3 separate regions of the Mus musculus genome follow, and regions 2 and 3 are each linked to region 1. A link is a contact called in public HiChIP or PLAC-seq and promoter capture Hi-C data. All regions are on one chromosome and are shown on one strand. The core of a region is the stretch at or near the end of the contact, and the rest is flanking DNA. Distances in the headings are between cores, read along the strand shown.

Region 1 (4,708 bases), core at 647-3,146:
TCTCATCTGTAAAATGGGAGCAAATGAAGCCTGTTACTTGCTGGACACTCCCATGGAAGAGAGTAGACAAAAAGCTATTTTCAGACTTTCAGTCCCAAGAAGACATTTCAGCTAATAATTTGTACCCTTGAAATAAAAGGTAAAAGGAAAATGTTTTGTACCAAATACTTCTTGAATGTGCTGATTTTCATCATCATCATCACCACCACCACCACCACCACCATCATCACCATCATCATCATCACACCACCATCATCACACCACCATTACTACGATAGAAGTACACAACATTTGTATCATTTTTTTTGGTTCAATGTATATGTTATTTGCTTACTCAGTCATGCCTGTCCCTGGGCTGAGTCTGACCCTGAAGAGTTTTGCTACGATGTTCCTCCATGTCCTCAGTGTAGGAAGGGTGTTGAAGGCTTGACAGATTTCGAGTTTTGAAGGTTTCTTTCAGCAGCCATCTCTAGAAGGTTCTCTTTCCCTGTGTGATGTGAGAGTTCCTTTCCTGAGGAGACATAAGCAAGATCTATCTCTCCTCAAAAGGCCCCAGTGGCAAAACAAACTAGGATTCCATGGGGAGTTCAGCACGGGGAGCTAGTGAGCTTGTGCTTACTAACATGCATAGGTGAGGGGTTCACTGCAGGAATGTGATTAACGTCAGAGCATCCATAGTCCAGTCTTCACACAGCTTGGATGATGGCTTCCACACCCACATAGATGGAGCCCCTCTCGGGGAATTTGCCCCAGCTCATGATCTCGAGTACCTCCAGAGGCCCTGAAGGACAACTATTAGGAAGAACTGCACGAACACCCGCCATCTGAGGTGAAGTCCAGTGATACTTCCCATTCGTTCTCTCCTCCAGTGAGGGAATGTCAGCTGTCCACAAGCCCACTCCTAATGACCTCCTGAAAATAGGCACAGCCCACCTGATGAAGTTGGGACTGTTTGCTCGGTTGACTTCATTCTTCAAGGCTATCCTTTTGGAGCTCCAGCGCTGTTCTTCTCCAGAGGTCCCCGTGTTGGGCTAGGGCAGGGTAGCTGCTTTCTGATTGGTCTACGATCTCACAGGAATCTCCAGAGCAGCAGAGGAGAGAGAAGTTAGAGGTGAGCTTGCTGTTTTGCTCCCTACAGAGAGGCCCTGACAAGTCAATTGATTCTTTGTTCTCGAAAGTCTTCCCAGCTGGCTTTCTGCGTGAGGTAGAATTAGGGCCTTTTCCTGTGAAGCTACCAGCCAGGGCTAAACTATTTCAGCAATGCTCCTTTTGCAGGACCTGGTGCGCAAAATCCCCTTGGTTTCTATCACAGTCAAAAGCCTACTCAAATGCGCTTGCTGCCGAACACCTGAAATGCTTGCCTAAACTGTTTGAAGCGGCCACATCAATGTGTGCGCTCACCTTTCTCTAAGTTTGCCCAACTCAAGGAAGTCATCTGCCTCACAGATCTGTTTTCAGACCCCTCCCGCCCTCCTCGTTAACCTGCGGAAAGATGCAGGACTCCTGGTGTTCTCAGAGGCCCTACCGAGGAGCCAATGACCACTTAGCATCTCAGAGTGCTACATTCTGGTGAATGTAAAGCCACAGGCGAGCCAAGGCACAGTGGGGACCCTCCAAGGTGAAGACAGAAGGCGCCCTAGGCCAGGAGGGTGGGGCTCAGTGCATCTCTTGGAGCCAGTGTGAGTGTGCATGCCTGTAAGGTGTGCCCTGGCATTGGCTTGAAGGAGGCGTGCAAACAGCATCAACACACGCTTGCCTAGTCCTGGTAGCCTTCGCTGTCTCCTTCACAGCCCTGCGCGCCGGGCGGCCCCTGCGCGGGCGCGGTGGCTAAGGGAGGTGGGGCGGAGGGAGGAGATTTGCGGGCGGGAGGGCGAAGAGGGCGGGACAGGAGGATCCGGGGAAACTAGGGCTGTTTGACAGCAGCAGCGGCAGTTCGGGGAGCGCCGGCCAGAGCGCACGGAGGGGCCGTGCGGTCTCCACCAGCGGCCATAGGACCGCGGAGCAGTTCTAGCCCGCTCGCCCGCACGTTCGCACACCGGATCTTCGCCGAGTGCCAGGGCGCAGCGCGTGGGGCGTCTGCCTCGCTTGGTCCCCTCCAGCGTCACCATGCTGCCGCCACAGCTGTGCTGGCTGCCGCTGCTCGCTGCCTTGCTGCCGCCGGTGCCCGCGCAGAAGTTCTCAGCGCTCACGGTAAGTCCCGGGACGCGCCCCTGTCTTTCTCTGTTGTCCCTCACTGAGAACCCACTCTTCCTTCTGGGACAAGGCTCCGGGAGCAGGTGGCCCAGCAATCCCCAACAGGTGGGTTCGGGAGAGTCCCACAGCGTGCGTGTCCAGGGTCGATAGCTACTCAGTATGTGAAGGGCTGCTGGTCCTACTAGTCCAGGATAGAAGGGAGTTGACATGCAGGAGTGCCTGGAGTCCCCCACTTTGGGCGAGATGAGATGGCACAGGAACAAGGATCTGGGCCACTTATGCACCTCAGCTCTTTCAGGGCGAACTCACCGGGACTGGGTGCCCACCTTGCCAACGCCACCGACCCAGCCTAGGATTAGGAAGCGGGCAATCTTCGGCTCCAGCGCCACGAGGACCCCTTGTACCCCAACCCCCCTTATGGGGGAGAAAGGGGCCACATCCCATGTGTTCCACTTGTGGCGGAGCATCTCAGAGAACCCTTAATTGAGAGGAAGAAGCAGATATGACATTGAATTAAAGAGCGCGTTTCTTTAAAAAAAAAAATCCAAAATCCAAAAGCCAAAAAACAAAAAAAACAACTCATAGAGGAGGAACAATCTCCAGCACAGGAGGCATAGAGGAGCGCCCCTGGTCTCGTGGGTCCTCTCCTCAGGAGCAGGATGCAGTGCGCGCCAGGGCGCGCTCCCGAGCGCGCGTGGCACTGTGGTTGACCGCTCTAAGTTTGTCTCTCTTAGTTGCAGTACTGGCTACGCCAAGGCGCGAGGTGAGGTGCCAAAAGCCGCGCTGTGGATGGGGGCTGAGCGCGTCCACCTCGGGCCAACACAACCGCGGCCACTCCTGCGGGCTGGTGTCTGCAGAGCCCGGCGGGCAGCCCTTCTGCGGCCCGCGCGCTAGGGAACCCATAATTAATGCAATCTGCAGAAACGAAAGCATTCCACTTAAACGTGTTTTTGAACAAGTGCTTAAGAAAACACCAAGGTGGTGAGCAGGCTCCCGTGGAGAGGAGTGTTGGAGTGGTAGGTGCCCTGGGGAGGGTGCTTAGCCTATGGAAAACCAGGGCTAGCCCACGAGTCGAAGCTTTTTGCAAAAGTGAAGCAAGCTGGCCAGCCTGTTGCTTTTTCTTCCCCTCTCCCTGTTTCTCAGCAGCTTGAAAGGGGGAAGATTGAGTGAGTTCATTGTTCATACCTAAAATTCTTCTGGGGCAGTCCTAGGGCCCTGCCTTGTGTCTCGTGAGCGACTGATAGATTAGAACCATAGCTGGAAACTGCAGGGAGTTTTCACTCCCAGTCTTGCCCTACCCCGAAGAGCCTGAAGGGACGACATGCATGCATTCATATATGAATGTGTGCACAGATGTTCATGTATGTACAGAGCTCGTGCACACACTTCGAGCAAATTTAAAAAGTCCACTGGGAAACTGGCCAGTTCTCAAAAGGTCTTAGCACCATGTATCTGAGCTCTAAGCAGCAGACTTGTGTAATCACTATACTATTTTCTAAAAGTATCAAGTAGACATGTCTCACCCTCTGTGCGCTCTCTCCCCACCGCCCCCCCCCTCTCTGTCTAAGATTGGTAAACAGGACAGATTTTCTTTTCTTGCCCTACCCCTTCTGGAAACTTATTGCTTTCCCCCTTTGTCTCTTTACACTGTTGCAAGGTTTCCTGGGCTCCATGGGTGCCAGCTGCTTGTGGGGTCTCTTTACGGGAGCTGGGAGTTGGTCTTACACCATACAGGAAGTGCCCCATTTACCGCACTCCCCAAGAACACTTTGTCTTAAAATCACATTAACACATAAAATGCTGCTGCTTTTGCATCCAGGAGAAATATTTAAAGCTATAAACTATTTGCCAGGATTCTTCTCTCCTCCCTGCCATCCCCATCTAGAAAATGAAGACTGTGGTTGCAATAGAAAGTACTTCAGATATAATCAAAGTTTGAGTGATCAGTCACTGGGAAATGTTAGATGTTCTGGAGTTTTCTAACGTGGTTGCTAATCTCCTTTCAAGTTACCTTCTGTTTGTTGGAGACGTCTTTGGGTTCCTAAAGACTAAACTAGAGAATGGACTCCTATGTATGAGGTTTCTATTTTGCCTCTAGTAAATGACTGAAGTGTTAGTTTGCAAAAGTGCATGGGTTCTTAAGTTCTTAAGGGTGTGTGGAATTCAATTCATAGAAATAAATGGGCCTCTCAGTTCACAGGAGTATACGGGACTCACAGTCCATGGGGATGTGTGGGGGCCAGGTTTCTTCTGGATGGGTGTGTGATCTTATGCAAGTGACTGAACCTCTTCGGTCTTACCTATAGAATGAGGAAGACTACCCAGCATGTCCTAAGGGTTAAAGGTAACATTTGATGCACTCAGACTACACTCATTCTCCAATCCAGATTATGCTGTTGGAAGGGAGTTTAGAAGCCAGCTCTTACACTGTTGTGTCATTACGGGGTGTTTGGGTATTAGAGTAGATTCCTTGCCTGGCTTAGATGAGAGAAATCATGTGGGCTGTCCAGGCAGA
Region 2 (4,708 bases), core at 1,356-3,855, 460 kb after region 1:
CTATATAAACTAGATTGGCTATTCATAATTGGGCTATATAAACTAGCTGAGCAGTGATAGGGTGAGCCAGTATACAGCCTTCTTTCCTTGAGCTCTTTCCTTGACTGTCCTCAAAGGCAGGGCTGTGACAGGGAACAATAAGCTGAGTCAGCCCTTTCCTCCCCAAGTTGCTTTTGGCCATGGTAGTTATCACAACAGGAAGCAAACCTGAATGGTCCACTTTTAATATAACATCCTCAAACTTCTCTAATATAAAAAGACACATGTATAGTCCTGTTTCCATTTTCATCCTATTAGCTTTAATGAAGAAGAGCTGTGTATCACAGAACCACACCAGAGAACATCGTATTTAATTCATGTTCCTAAAAGAATGTCCCAAAGCAAACAGAAAGAAGCTGACAATTTAAAAGAAGCATTTTTATTTATTTGCCTGTGTGAGTATATTGTCATGTGAGTGCCAGAGGCCAGAAGAGAACATTGGATTCCCTGGAATTGGAATTAAAGGTGATTGTAAGCCACCAGACATGCGTGCTGCGAATTGAACTCCAATCCTCTGCAAGAGCGGGGGAACTCTTAACTGCTGAGCCATCTCTCCAGCCCCAACTCTGGGGTGTTGGTTTTGATATGCTATGTGACAGTACTTGTGTATTTCTTCTCCTTCCTTCCATGAAGTGAACTTGTCAAGTAGGAATTTCTGTCTCTAACTTAAAGTTGACAAAAATCAAGCCATCAAAGGAATTTGTCCCCAAGTCACAGGCCTAGTGCCAAGATAAGCCAATCCCTTTGCACAGTGGACTGCAGGGATGCACAACAGTTTGGCTGTATCTGTGATATCTCGTGTACTCCTCGGCTTCTCTCCAAGCCCAAGGAGATTTCTTTCCTTTCCTTTGTGCGGTGACAACCTGTCTTCCATTTTCTGTTTCCATTGTCACATTAACCAAACGCATTCTGCTTTGATCTCCCAAAGGAGTGACTCAGACTGTAGACGTAGGCTTTTCTGTGAAATTTCCAAAAAGATAAAAACCAACGTTTAAACTCAATCTGTTTCCTGTGTGGCACTCCAGAGGATGATTTCAGGAGACAGACATGCGTGTGGGAACAACCGACGGGCGCCTCTTCCTACAGGCTTCGAAGCTGCAAACAAGCTCTCAGCCTGATGCAAGAGTGTTATTGAAAAACCCAGAAAAACATTCCGTATCATTGCCTCCTGCTGAAGGGATGAGACCCAACTCAGATACAGGCTCTGACAGTTAGTGAATGGAGCCTCATCAAAGAAATCCCACTGAGAGCCCAGCGGAGATATTCACTGGGTTTTATAAACACACACATGCTCTTCAGATCCTTACCACACACAAAGAAATATTAAAAGTAGAACTGAAAAAGATTTTTGTGGCTTTTTATCCTAGGGAACTATTGCCTAGCAGCTTCCTAAAACTAAGCGACGTGACATAGGTTCTCAGTAGTGTAACTCGTAAGGCAAACAATAAGTCTGAGAAGGAGAAGACAGACACTGAGCACCAGCTGCCTTAAAGTCACAGCCTGGTCCCTGACCTAAGTCCAAATCCTCCAGAGGGAACATTGCTTTGTGACTGGCCTATTCATGTATGTCCATGTATGTGCGTGCATGTGTGTGTATGTGTGTGTGTGTGTGTGTGTAATGTTCAAATGAGTTTCTTTATGTGTGTGTGCTAACAGTGTATGTATGCACCTATCTGTATCTGTTACTGTATAAGTGTGGAGTATGTGTGTGTGTGCTCAAAGTGTGTATATGCAACTATCTATGTATCTGTGTCTGTGTGTGTAAATGTGCAGTGCACGTGTATGTGTGTGTGCTCAAAAGTGTTTATATGTGTGCATGTGCTAAAAGTGTATGTGTGTGCCTATCTATATATCTGTGATTGTGTAAGTGTGGGGTGTGTGTTTTTAAATGTGTTTCTGTGTATGTATGTGTGTATAGGCACTTATCTATGTATCTGTGACTGTGTGTGTGTCATGTGTTTGTGTGTGTGTGTGTGTAAGAAGTATATCCCTATAGTGTAAACTATTAAAGAATAAAGAGTTCTGACACTTGGAGAAACAGGCATGGCAGGATTTCTCTCCCCATGGTAGTGTAGGTTGTGTGGGTTTCTTTTTTCCATGTAGCAAAGTTCCCAAAGGAGGGATTGAATAATAGATGATGGTTTAAACTCTAGAATGAAACACGTATCAGAACCTAGTCCATGTTGGGTGGGTAGCCAAGTGGTCATGTTACGAAGAGGTGAATAAGGCTCATACTCTGCTTTTAAAAAGATCAGTAGAAAAGCAGAATTAGCAACTGGGTCATGACAGCTGCATTACGGCGTGTTAACTAAGAAGTTGGGCTCTGGGTATGTTTATCTCACCGTGAGATCAGGAAACACTAGTGAAACACTGCAGTCCCAGCATGTGCTGAACTGGGATAAAGTGGAGCTCACTACCTGATCTCTGTAGAGTGAGATAAAGCCCCATATGAGATATATTCATACAGTCGCCTATAAAAAACAGCTGGGTTATAACTGTTAAAGGAGGAATGACACCAAATAAAACTTAAGAGTTTGTATGAGCGAAGGGTGATTCATGATTTGACTCATAATCTCCTTCCAGATTTGTGCTAAGGCCAGAAGGAGGTTATGGCCTCTGATTCCCGGGCTTCTCAGGCCGGGTACAAAAGCACAGGAGAAAAAGAACTGATTGCCACCACTGGCAGTCTGCTCCACGCTGCCATGGCCTGCCACATGGCCAGGATCAGCTCATTGGCTAAATCATGATTCACAATTATTCAATTGTGAGATGCCTCTAAGTTCACATTTGACAGTGTCAGGGTTCACAGAACCAGCCGAGACTGGGGCATCCTGCTGACCTGTTTTTCCAATCCAGTCTCAGAAATTCCCTCTGAGTCTTGACCTACTGACCAAGAGGACAGTATAGGAGCCACTCAGTCACCAGCATGGCTGCTTTGTCTCTGTCTCTAAGTGAGACTCACAAGGCATACCAGGCCACAGAGAAAGCCTTGTGTTGTTCCTTCCGCTATCTAGCCTGCTGCCTGTTACGGTAACTACAAATCTGCATGGGAGAACGGGGACAGCGTACAGGGCAGCAGAGGTTACAGGAGGAACTCGGAAGATTCCTTCTAGATACCGGAGGCTTTGCTGCCATCCAGGCCTCAGCAGCCAAATGATAGAAACAACAGACAGTTAGATATTAGTCCCTGGGAGAAAACTATGGGCATCTGTGAGTACAGAGGATATGAGTCAAGGGTCCAAGGTGTGATCCCAGAGCCATCTTCCCGGCTACAGTTTGAAGGGCTCTGGCTGAGGAAGCCTGTCTTTGAAAGCTCCTTCAGTGCCTGTAGCCATGACAGATGCCACTCAGCTGTCCAGCCCCATTATGCAGGGCTTTAGGCGCTCCTCAATCTACAGATGCTGGCACCATAGAGAAGCAATAGAACCAGGAAATAGCATCACCAAGAACTCTGAAGTTCCCAAAGGGAGTATAGTATTTTCTTTATAACTGTCCTCATTTCTGCCAGAGATCATCACAGCAAGACCAAGTTAATTTAGGCTCATTAAACACAACTTGGATACTTACAGAAGTGCAGAACGGCCTCTGGCTCACCACATGGTGTATGTCTAGTTGGTTGCAACTTTCACAAGGACTCTCTGAGCCACTCAGTACTAGAAAGGTAAGCATGTTAACTACTTTGAGACATCCTGGGAGTCCTCTGAGATACCCAGAGTTAGATATTTCTCCCAGGGACTAATAGCAAAAGAACTCTGTTTACAATGTCATTGTGAGATGGTTTAAAACACTGTATTAAGTAAGGCTACAAGTCACTATGGAGCCCTGCTTGGTTTCCCAAAGGTACAAACACAAGACCTAAAACCAAATACAGAAAGTTAGAGAGTTGTAGAAAATCCTGTCAGTATTAAGAAAGATACTCATCTCCCTCAGGTGAGTAGAGGCAGGGAAAGCTGGTGGTTAACACAGGGGATGGTTTTGATGTTTTAGCTTCATTCAAAGCTTCATTTGCCCTAACCTGAGGTCAGGTAGACATGGTGACTAGATTCTTAGAAGAGTTGCCGGCATGCTTAGAGCAATGCACACACACATCATGCTTGGAGCAGTGCACACACATACACACATACGCACACAGAAGCAAATGCACTACAGCCATTCACACTTGCATTTTATACATAATTGTTTACACACACACACACACACACACACATACACACTCCAGTGCCTTCCTGCAGGCCCTGACCAGCACAACAGTCCATCCCTGATTACTAGTGAAGTCAAACAAAGAGGAAGAGGCCCTTCCTCCCTGCCTCTGATGATGATCTTCACAGAAAAGCAACAGCTTCCTCAAGACCATCCTTACTCCAGTAGCTGCTGTCTGTTTGTCCTTATTCCGGTAGCTGCTGTCTGTCTGTTTGGGAGAAATTGATACTTTGGGACAAAACACTTACTTTTATCTTAGTGTTATTTAGCATTTTCTCTATTTCCCAAGATCATCTCAAATGTACCTTTTTAAGTCGAAGGTCCAGTGGAATACTCCAGACATGAGTTCACTCTGACGGGAATCATCATGACATCCCATCCCACATGGCAGGTGTTCCTTTCTAGTTTCTGTTTCCAGCAATAGTTCAGGAATGAAGAATTCAAAGTCTTGGTCTAACTTTGAAATCTA
Region 3 (4,708 bases), core at 707-3,206, 380 kb after region 1:
AAGTCAGCAATGCCCTCAAACTCTCTTCAGCACTAAAGTACTATTCCAGTGTGCCAAGCAAAAGGGGGATTTCTGGGAGCTCGATGACAGCCAGGGCCATAGCGGATAAAGACAGAATTGTGGCTGCTTATTACACAATACTAGCTTACTTTTTCAAAATTAATTCTTTACATGCCTGAAAGTTTATGATGTTATTGTTGGATTTTTGTTGTTGTTGTTGTTGTTGTTGTTGTTGTTGTTGTTGTTAGAGAAAAGTAATCGAATGGGGGTTGGCTTGCCTCTCTAGTACCTAGCTTCATGTCCTCTTGGCTCATCTCAGTTCTGGCCATTCCCCTCTCCAGGCAGAGTCCTCATTTGCAGAAAGGGGGATGCCACCAACTGAGCCAACTCCTTTGCTGCTAAAATAAGGAGAGAAAGTAGGTGTCACGACAGTTTGTATAACTGAATTGCATTTCAAATGTGATGTTATTCTGTCTGGATTTCATTTTCCCTGCCATCATTGAACTGGTAACCAAAAATACATTACAGGTGAATAGAGATTGGAGGAGAAGACAGGCCAGGATGGGCACATCCTCACCTCCATTCACCATCCTACTATGACCTGTAGCATCAAATGTCTTATTTGTTCTGAGGACCTAACACTTCTGCACAGGAAACTGCCTCTTAGCCTCTGATTCAGTTCCCTGTCCTGAGGTATGCACACACCTCCTCACACAGTTCTGAGAGATCATCAAGACCTGAGGCCCAGCTACAGACCCACACAAGTCTCCGTTATACCTGCACCTGCTAAGATCCTTCCACAGCCCTCTGCCTTCATCTGGTTCTCCTTGGAGCCAGCTGCTCTGAAAGCCTGGGCCTTCTCCCAGCCTAACCGTGCTGAGGTGCAGGGTCTATGTGTTCTCTTCCCTCCGCCTGCTGTCTGGCCCCTCAGGGCTCAATCTATTTCCTCTCCACACGTCACCTGCCTGGCACATGGCTTCCCAAGAGTCCACACTCTTAAGTGCTGTGCCCGTTTAACCTCATTTCTACACTTAACCTCTTCCTTTCTGGCCTGTTGGCCTTGACCTCAGTTATTGGATGTGCCTTTGGCATCCACTAGAACATCCCTCCTGAGTGCTCCAGTCAGCCTTTCTCCAGGTAGGACAGCATCTCTGTCTCCCATCAGGTTAGGGGACCTTGGTGCTTTCCATTGCTGAAAGGAGAGCTCTCTCCACCTTCCGGTTGGAGTCGACTGAGTCAACCATATCAAGGAGGAGATGCTAAGCTGGGAGATGAGATGGAAAGAGCAGATTGCAGAAGCCGTAAACAGCTAGATACCTAGTGGCCATCACAGGGCCTCCGGTTTAGCATAGTATGCATGCCATGTTTACTCAACTTTGCAAAAGCCCTTGAACATTTTATACCTTAGGAGCAGACTAATCTATACTAAATGAGACCTTCATATCTTTGATTCCAGTCCTTGCTGTAGGACATCAACCCCTCTTTCTGGAGGTCATTGTTCCCTTATAGATAATGCAGTCTCTGATAGAAACTGAAAGTTCCTTTACAAAAAAAATAAAATAAAAAAATAAAATCAGTACTTTCCCAGCATCCCAAAGCATAAATTGTTTTCTGGCTCAAAATGAGTCTTGAGGCTCTGCTGTGTCAGGAGTGTGAGGGTCCTGCTCCTTTGGATGAAAATGGTAGAAAGACAACTTGGAAACCAGAATCAGCTTGTAGCATTAAAGTTCATTTTGGCCCAGTGCACTTAGCTAAAAACCCAGGATGTAAACCTGGATCCAGGATTGAACTGTGCAGTCCACGACAGAGCATCAAGTCTGAGCTGTCTCCCAGTGCATTACAATCTGCACTGAGAGGAGAGGGTAGAGGGGCTGAGCCTCCTGTGCTACATCCAGGCCCCAGCTCCAAACTGAGATGCTGCCGAGCAACTGATGCAGGAAACGCCTCTCACATTTCTGACTCATTCTGTGGTAGCTCTGATGGGAATGAAAATATTCTAAAGAGACACGTGCGCCCCTCCCTGTGGCTGTCAGACTATTGAAATAACAGGCCCAAGAAATTACACTTTCCTCAGGAATCTCTTACTGGGAGAAGGGAAGTCTGAGAGGGCTGGAGTCAGCTACAAAGAGGGCTTTGCTCCCAGCAAAGATTTCTCACTGTTCTGACAATTTGTCAGGCTGTCTTGCAAAACACTTAGACAACAGTAACGAGCTGGACCACAAACACATGAAACTCAAGAAGAACCAAGACCAAAGTGTGGACACTTTGCCCTTTCTTAGAATTGGGAACAAAACACCCATGGAAGGAGTTAAAGAGACAAAGTTTGGAGCTGAGATGAAAGAAAGGATGGACCATCTAGAGATTGCCATATCCGGGGATCCATCCCATAATCAGCTTCCAAACACTGACACCATTGCATACACTAACAAGATTTGGCTGAAAGGACCTTGATATAGCTGTCTCTTGTGAGACTATGCCGGGGTCTAGCAAACACAGAAGTGGATGCTCACAGTCAGCTATTGGATGGATCACAGGGCCCCCAATGGAGGAGCTAGAGAAAGTACCCAAGGAGCTAAAGGGATCTGCAACCCTATAGGTGGAACAACAATATGAACTAACCAGTACCCCCCCACCCCCGGAACTCGTGTCTCTAGCTGCATGTATGTCAGAAGATGGCCTAGTCGGCCATCAGTGGAAAGAGAGGCCCATTGGTCGTGCAAACTTTATATGCCTCAGTACAGGGGAACGCCGGGGCCAAGAAGTGAGAGTGGAAGGGTGGGGGAGTGGGTGGGGGAGCGTGTGGGGGACTTTTGGGATAGCATTGGAAATGTAACTGAAATACATACCTAATTAAGAAAAAAATGAGCTGGACCACACCTTCAAGACTGTTTAGCTGTGCAGGATTCTTTCCTTTCTGTTTAAACATGGACCCTCCAAACCTTCCAGGCAGGACCTTGAACTTGTATGTTAGGTGCACATCTTCATATCAAGTAGATTCCCTTTCTCTCTGTCCCACCCTTATTTCTCTCTTCAATTGTCCTACAGGGGATGGAATCTAAGCCAGGCTTGTCTGTACCTAGATTCTGACTTCAGTCTCTTTTTGTTTGTTTACTTTGACTTTCCTAGAGGAAATATTTAAAGGTCAGGGTGGGAAGTCCAGATGATAAAGAGAGGCCTGTCCCAGGCTCCTTCCTTCAGAAAACAGCCCCCTTCCTGATCCCCAAGTAGATCTAGAAATTTACCTGCTCCCATTGGTGGCCCAGGAAGTTGCATGCACCTCGGTTCCCTTATCATGCTTCAGGTCCCGGGTCACTTCCACGCCAAACAAAGTGACCCACAGCTACATGGGTCCTCTGCTCCAAGCTAAGGCCGGTCCCAGTCAAAAAGCTGCCTTTAATGATGGGAATCTGGTTTACTGTTATAATAGCGCTAGTCATGGATATGGGACAAACATGAGGTCATGCCTGTCCAGTCACCAGAATGTGACCCTACAGGGGCATGCTCTGTGGTGACTCTGATGACCCTGGCTTCCCCCCAGCTCTGCTGCAGCCCTCACCTCCACACCTCACTCGATTTCCCCATCCACACCGTTATCTCACAGGGAAACGCACTTGAACTTATAAAATCAAATACCCCTGGAAGTGCAGGCCGAGAAGGTTTGATCTCCTTTTTATTATTTTATTTATTTACATTCCAGCCATTGCCTCCCTGTACCCTGGCCCCCCACAGTTTCTCATCCCACTCCTCCTCCCTGCTGCCTCTGAGAGGGTGGTTCCCACCTCAGCCAGACCTTCCCTTTCCCTGGGGATTCAAGTCTCTCAAGGTTAGGGTTCATCTTCTCCCACTGAGGCCAGACCAGGCAGTCCTCTGTTATATATGTGTTGGGGGCCTCGGACCAGCTCATGTGTGCTGCCTGGTTGGAAGCTCAGTGTCTGGGAGCTCCCTGAGGTCCAGGTTAGCTGAGAATGCTGGTCTTCCTATGGGGTCCCTCTCCCTTTCAGCTTCTTCCAGCCTTTCCCTAATTCAATCATAGATGCAGAGGCTATGGTAGTGCTGCTTACTGGCTTATTCCCCCTAGCTTGCTCAGCCTGCTTTCTTATAGAATTCAAGAATATCAGCCCAGTGGTGGCCCACCAACAATTGGCTAGACCCTCCCCTATCAATCACTAATTAAGAAAATGCCCTACAGGCTTGAATATACACCAGTCTTATGGAAGTATTTTTCTAAACGATGTTCCCTCCACTTGATGACTCTTACTTATATCAAGTTGACCTAAAACTAACCAAAGCACCTCCACTAAGCAAAGGGTTATCCATGCCCTGTAATACATAAAGATAAAACACTCCGAATAGCTAAGTAGCTTGACCAGGGATTCACAGCCAGTCTTGGCCAAGCCAGACTATGAGAGAGGGCAGAACTTCTGAGTAGCTTACATGACCAAAAAATGTTCTAGTTTCTTTAAAGATAAGTAGCACACTCCCATGCAGGAAACAATAATTAAAAACCAATTTTTGCTACAGATTTGTGTGCCAGAGCATCTCAGACTCCTCCAGGTATAACTGTACGGCTTAGTCATCAAAGCTCTCGCTGAGCATGTTAGATGTCTACCCTCTCTTCACATAATAAGGCTGAAAGAGCCAGAGCTGGCTGTTCACTCCAAGCTAAATAGGTGACTCATCTGACCACAGGCCTCCTTCGCCCAAAGAG

The links. Promoter capture Hi-C pulls out the DNA fragments that hold promoters and counts their contacts. HiChIP or PLAC-seq counts read pairs in DNA pulled down with a chosen protein or histone mark.
Region 2: a CTCF HiChIP or PLAC-seq map of the NIH/3T3 cell line shows a contact between it and region 1, with 5 read pairs. The contact joins the enhancer-like site here to the promoter of Smoc2 in region 1. A contact is called at or near these places in 3 of 39 promoter capture datasets (hippocampal neurons, liver and stem cell-derived epiblast-like cells), 1 of 15 datasets of contacts at CTCF or cohesin (the NIH/3T3 cell line) and 1 of 9 other capture datasets (embryonic stem cells).
Region 3: a contact with region 1 is called in a promoter capture Hi-C map of hippocampal neurons, with 1.7 times the contacts expected there. The contact joins the enhancer-like site here to the promoter of Smoc2 in region 1. A contact is called at or near these places in 5 of 39 promoter capture datasets (the HPC-7 cell line, cranial neural crest, embryonic stem cells and 2 more) and 2 of 9 other capture datasets (adipose tissue and embryonic stem cells).

Annotation. Positions count from the first base shown.
Region 1 is chr17:14,277,610-14,282,317 of GRCm38.p6, forward strand. Smoc2 (SPARC related modular calcium binding 2) reads left to right here and starts at 1,897. Exons shown (of 13, transcript NM_022315.2): 1 at 1,897-2,190. The coding sequence starts at 2,107. Gm52280 (a long non-coding RNA gene) reads right to left here and starts at 2,902. Exons shown (of 3, transcript XR_003952216.1): 1 at 2,503-2,902; 2 at 934-1,079; 3 at 239-511. Gm34567 (a long non-coding RNA gene) reads left to right here. Exons shown (of 4, transcript XR_385414.4): 4 at 1-153.
Region 2 is chr17:14,733,081-14,737,788 of GRCm38.p6, forward strand. No RefSeq gene overlaps it. Among named protein-coding and RNA genes, the nearest start is that of Thbs2, 41 kb to the left of the region's middle. Within about 2 kb of position 2,606, at least 42 of the 459 cell types and tissues checked have an H3K27ac peak or open chromatin away from gene starts, as enhancers often do. A contact at or near this core is called in the NIH/3T3 cell line and hippocampal neurons, where this site is marked.
Region 3 is chr17:14,657,940-14,662,647 of GRCm38.p6, forward strand. No RefSeq gene overlaps it. Among named protein-coding and RNA genes, the nearest start is that of Thbs2, 34 kb to the right of the region's middle. Within about 2 kb of position 1,957, at least 30 of the 459 cell types and tissues checked have an H3K27ac peak or open chromatin away from gene starts, as enhancers often do. A contact at or near this core is called in hippocampal neurons, where this site is marked.